Linked DNA regions of Capsicum annuum: region 2 is linked to region 1. A link is a contact called in public Hi-C data. All regions are on one chromosome and are shown on one strand. Each heading gives the region's core, a stretch centred on a gene start, on an enhancer-like site or on the middle of the called end of the contact. The rest is flanking DNA. Distances are from core to core; before and after follow the strand shown. Region 1 holds the start of LOC107845650. Region 2 overlaps LOC107845395 (phosphatidylinositol/phosphatidylcholine transfer protein SFH8).

What was found. A called contact is a pair of places that touch in the nucleus more often than the background predicts.
Region 2: a contact with region 1 is called in a Hi-C map of leaf, with 2.6 times the contacts expected there. The contact joins the enhancer-like site here to the promoter of LOC107845650 in region 1. A contact is called at or near these places in 2 of 5 Hi-C or Micro-C datasets (both in leaf).

The regions. Positions count from the first base shown.
Region 1 is chr10:55,175,018-55,178,054 of UCD10Xv1.1, reverse strand. LOC107845650 reads left to right here and starts at 1,561. Exons shown (of 1, transcript XM_016690080.2): 1 at 1,561-3,037. The coding sequence starts at 1,730.
Region 2 is chr10:55,327,708-55,330,744 of UCD10Xv1.1, reverse strand. LOC107845395 (phosphatidylinositol/phosphatidylcholine transfer protein SFH8) reads left to right here. Exons shown (of 14, transcript XM_047397921.1): 14 at 1-16. Among protein-coding and RNA genes, the nearest start is that of LOC107845395, 12 kb to the left of the region's middle. Within about 2 kb of position 1,449, at least 2 of the 5 cell types and tissues checked have an H3K27ac peak or open chromatin away from gene starts, as enhancers often do. A contact at or near this core is called in leaf, where this site is marked.

The DNA of each region.
Region 1 (3,037 bases), core at 312-2,811:
AAAGGAATTGGCTACTAAAATAGAAAGAGAAGATAGGCAACTCGGGAGTTCAAGTTGCAGTTTATTAAAAAATTGATAATACATGAGATAATACAATGGAAGCTTATTGATAATATATAAGGAAAGACATGATTTACTCCTGAGCTTGTCCTCTCAACTTACTTTAGCATTTAAACTAAACTTCCATTTATTTTCTCCCATTAACATCTTTAAAGTGAATTTATTTCACCCCTAATACTGACATGACATTTTCAAGAAAAAATAGGCACGTTTAATTTGTAACAAAAATTAATTTCACTAATATTATATTTTAAATATAATAGAAATTCTTTTTAACAAAAAAACTGAACACCTTTTTCTTCTTTTCTTCTCCAAAACATCATTAAGAAAAACACTCAAATTCCTTCATTAATAACATCAAATCCATTCTCCACCAACACTCTCCTTTAATTTTTTTTATTTTCCTTCATTAATACCACCAAAGAATAAACATGAAGACACCGAATTAAAATTTTTTCTCTATTGAACACCATCTCAACCTTCAATCCAACTCCCTAAAAATTTGAACAAATATTAAATTAAATTGATGATTTTATTTTTGAACCACTTATCAACAATGAGATTTATTTTGATTTTTACTTTTGAATTTTTTGATTAATAAAACAATTTTTGAACAGTAAAATAAGTGAAAAAATTAATTTTAACTTGATGGAGGTGTTTTTATGTTTGAATAAGAAAGGTGGGGAGGGTTGGAAGGGAGAAAGAACGGCAGGGGGCGAGGGAACCTGTTTGTAGGGGAGGGGGCTGGAAGAGGAGGGGGTATTTTTGTTTTTGAACAAGAAAGAAGGGGTGGGGGAGGCTGGAAGGGGAGAAAGTAAGGGGTGGGGGAGGCTGGAAGGGGAGAAAGAGTAGGGGGTAGGGGTGGGGCTGAAAGGGGAGAAAGAGCGGGAGAGGGGGCGGGGGTACCTATTTACAGGGTTGGGGTTGCGGGGGACTGGAAGAGAGGGGGGGGGGGGGGTCTGAAGAAGAAGAAAAATGGGGTGGGGTAGGGCATTTTCTTTAATATATATATAATATTATTTAAATATATATATATATATATATATTTAAAAGTAAAAAATATATATGTACTATTTATATATATATAGTTATATATATATATATATATTTAAATAAATAGTACATATATATTTTTTACTTTTTAAAACAAAAATACATAAACATAGTATGTGAGTGAGATTACTTTTTTTTTTTTAAAATTATAATTTCTTACATGGCAATGAAATGACACTGACGTGACACTAATTTGGTACTGACATGACGCGTGTGTAGTGCACTCTTTATTGTGAAATTGGGATTGTGATTTTGAAGGTGAAATAAATTTACTTTAAACATATTAAGGGTAAATAAATAAAAATTTAATTTAAGTGATAAAGTAAGTTGAGCGAATAAGTTCGAGAAAAAAATTGATGTCTTTTCTCATAATATTTTAACACAATAATTTATGGAATCATTGACTAGTCATAAAAGGACGAAAATGTTCATATGTGAAAGTGAGAGGGCAACAACTTGGTTACTTGTCGACAAAATAGTTTGTACTGTTAATGCTTTTCTTTCTTCTCGTGACTATGAACCAATACTAGTCTATTCCTCTATTTTTCCAATTAATCTCCTCATATAATTGATCTTTGTATCACTCCAAATCCACTGCCCCTCAGTCTATGAGCAAATGGCTACCATTATCTCTATTGTTTTTATCCTCCAAATATGCTTTCAGAATTGTCTAGTTCTTGCTAGTCCAATTCTTGGCCAAATTAGTAGAGAAACATTGGAGATAATCATCGGTGGAGGTGGTGGTAATTCTCCACCACCACCTCTCCCGGATAATCAAGATTGTCCCCCACCCCCTCCACCACCCGAACCTCCTTGCCCTCCGCCACCATCACCACCATTGCTCTTCTTTGAAAGTAAACGTGTCGAGATCGCCTATCATGTTATCCAAAAGTTTAAGGCCAAAATCAAGCATGACCCCCTTGGCATTACGACCACATGGGTTGGCTCTGATGTTTGTAACAAGTACAAGGGTTTCCATTGTGCAGTGGTTCCTAACTATAAGGTTCAATCATTAGCTGCGGTGGACTTTAATCAATTCAAGTTTGATGGCCCTGACCTCACTCTTGATGGCTTTCTTGATGAACTACCAGACATAACAATCTTTCATGCAAATTCCAACAAGTTTAAAGGCACAATCCCAAAAAAAATCGCCAATCTTCGTTACCTCTATGAGCTAGACCTTAGCAACAACAATTATAATGGTGAATTCCCATATAACGTTCTTAATGCCAAGAACTTATATTTCTTGGACCTTAGGTTCAATATGTTTTCCGGGGTAGTTCCGCCTCAAGTTTTCTTGCTAAACCTTGATGTTCTGTTCATCAACAACAACAATTTAATGCAGAAACTTCCTGCTAACTTGGGATCAACTCCAGTTCTTTACTTAACTTTAGCCAACAACAAATTCACTGGTCCAATTCCCCGTAGCATTGGCCAAGCGTGTAAAACATTACGTGAAGTACTGTTCTTGAACAACCAGCTCACTGGGTGCTTGCCTTATGAAATTGGGCTTTTAAGTAAGGCCACTATTTTCGATGTGAGCAAAAATCAGTTAACTGGGATAATACCTCTTTCATTTGGATGTTTGGCTAAGATGCAGATACTGAACTTGGCACAAAATCAGTTCTATGGTGCTGTGCCTGAACTGCTGTGCAAGCTGTCCAACTTGAAGAATTTGTCACTACCATATAATTACTTCACAAAGGTTGGGCCAGAATGCAAGAAGTTAATTCAAAGAAAGGTTCTTGATGTAAGGATGAACTGCATTCCAGGCTTGCCAATGCAAAGATCTGCAGGGGAATGTTCAGTGTTCTTCTGCAAGCCTAGATCTTGTCCTGATGAAAAGTCATTGGGATTGTTTCCCTGTAGCATTGACAGTTTTAAGAAGAATCAACTGGACTCAAATGAGCCTGCTCCAGCGCCA
Region 2 (3,037 bases), core at 200-2,699, 150 kb before region 1:
ATTTGGTAGTAGTAAATTTGGAGCAATGTATAACTAATACATGACTTAGTTTTACACCCTACATGGTATTATATAGGGTGTATAACTAATAGAGTATGTCCAATTTGGTGGAATTAGTAGTTCATGAATTACAACTCATTGATAAATATGAGTAAATACAAAAATGCTCTTAAATTTCTTTAAACTTTTTTTAATTTATTCAACGTGAGTTATTTTTTGTCAATTTATCGAGACGATAATATTCCTCCAAATAATGTTAGTAATAAAAAAAATGACTCCGTTAACTTAAAAAGTATATGCCTAATTTGGTGGGATTAGTAGTTCATGGATTACAATTCATTGATAAATATGTGTAAAGATAAAAATGCTCTCAAATTTTTTTAAATCTTTTCTAAGTCTTTCAATTTATTTAGTGTGAGTTATTTCTTTTCAATTTATCGAGATGATAATATTTTTCAAAATAATTTTAGTAATAAAAGAATTACTCCATACACTTAAAAAGTACTTATTGATCAAAACTCAAAAATAAATTGCATGATTACATATAGGCTTTAATTTTGTAAAGACAAAAAAGCTCTCAAATTTCTTTAAATTTTTTCTAAATCTTTTTTAATTTATTCAATGTGAGTTATTTCTTTTCAATTTATCGAGACGATAATATTGCTCCAAGTAATTTTAGTAATAAAAAAAATTACTTCATTAACTTAAAAAGTACTTATTGATCAAAACTTAAAATAAATTGCATGATTACATACAAGCTTTAATTTTGAAAATAGAATATATTACAAATAAAAATAATTTTTTTCTTACCTTTCACTCTATGGAACACAATTTTATGTTAACAATGATTCTATTGTTTCATTCAAAATTACATGTATCTCTCTCTCCTTAAGAACATCATCAAGTGGGAACAACAAATAAATGATGAACAAATAAAGAATAGATAAAACAAAAATAATTTTTGCAAGTGAATCATTAAATTTTAAAATTTCAAAGTAAGTTATTAGTTATATTGTTGATTTTTTTTTAATTTTTAAAAAAAATAATAAATCTTTGTAGAAAGTACATAAAGTTATAGTATGTCAAGGGCATTTTTGTAAATAATATTATTTTTAAAATATGACAATACATATTGTTTTCAATATATCAAATTAAACATTGTATAAAAAATAATAACAACATTATTAATTTCAGTATTATTAGTCCCATCACTACTAATCACACCATTACTAATATAATTTGTTAAATATTATCTTATACACTCTGTCAAACGTACTCTTGAGTTCTAGGTAAAAACAAAGCCATCTCAAACAGAAATTTGGCATTAATTTGGCAGTAGGTTTAGCAAGTGACATGATAGAATTGACCTCGACTTCGTTCATGCACTTCATCATATGTTGAAGTGATCATTAGTGGAGGCGGGCAGGTTGATCTGACATTTGTATGCTCACGATCAAGTAGTGATCGATGACACCACTGATTGAAAGATGTACCTGTCATCGCTTTAACCATGAACTGATCTTTCTTTAGTTTGATATTAATATTAAGTGAAAATTATCTTTTATGTATTTATTAGATTGTTTATTGTATGTTGTAGTAATATTTTTTAATAATTATTGAATTCTGGTTTTAATTGTCGGTAGTAACAATTTTTTAAATAGATTATTTTTTAAAATTTATTTATTAGATATATATCAATTAAAACATTTTCTAAATTTGTGTTATCTTTCAATTATCATATTCTTAGGGAGTAAATATGGATTAAATAACTTATTTATTCCTGCACGTTTCCTACTGTTTCTAAATCATTTATCACTACACATTGCTTTCCTTTATGGAAAAATAGCATTAATTTATATTTTCAACTATTCACGATTTTCTTCTCTCTTTTTTACTGGTTTAATATTTTTTTCTTCATTACTATCACCTACCTTAATTATCTTTCACTTTTAAAATTTTCAAAGAATTTTGGAGTTTGAATTTTCTGAGGTATAATCTTTTATTGTTCTTTTTTCAATTATTTTACTTGATTTGTGGAGATTTAATTCAAGTTTGATATGAATTATTTCTTTTATTCCTATGTTCACATTGTGATCTCTAGACCTTTGTTTGATTTGCGGTATTTCGCCTCTTCTTCAATCAAGAATAATAAGAAGAAGAAAGTTGAGATTGATGGTATTTTGAGCAATCAAAGTGAGTTGATTTCGAATATATTATTGATACGAAATAACCATCATCGTTGAAACAACCTATTATAAACATGCAAAGTGATAGTTTGCCGAAGAAAATTGCTATTTCTCAAAAAAGAGGAACAACAAAAGAAAAAATATTTGGTTGAGCAAGTTGCATATTTTAATTAATTTACTTTTACTTTTATCTCGTCACGGAGTTCTTTGATTTTAATTTATGAAAATAATATAAAATCTTATAAAGTTTACTGTATAAAAATGATACAATATCTACTAATGAGGAATGATATAACAAATTCTATTGAAATCAGTTTATATATTCATCTCATTTACAAAATGATATTTTTTATCAGGATCTCTATGTATGTAATTCTTAATAAAATACAATAAAAAATCTTATGATTTTTGTTTGAATTTATTTGATAACTAGGTTTATACCCACTACATATACAATTCTTTATGTGTATTACATTTCATTTAATTTTTTCGATCAAATTTAAATCATGTTATATATCAATATCATATACAAAATAATTTTTGATTTTTGAGTTTTTGATCTATGAAATTGATATGTAAAATGATATATAAGAATGATGCATACTTATTAATGTTTTTAGTGGATGAAAATGATATTGAAATAAATAAAAAATCTGGATAATACTTTTTCCAATTTTACCATCAAAATAAGTAAATTTGTATTTTAATTAAAAAAATTAGTTATTAAAATAAAAAGTTTAAATTTTATTGAATTTCATTCAGAATTTGATTTCTGATTTTGGAGGAAGAAGAAGAAAGGTATTTTAATGAAATTTTTCAATGATTAAAATAAAAATCTATATAATAATGAA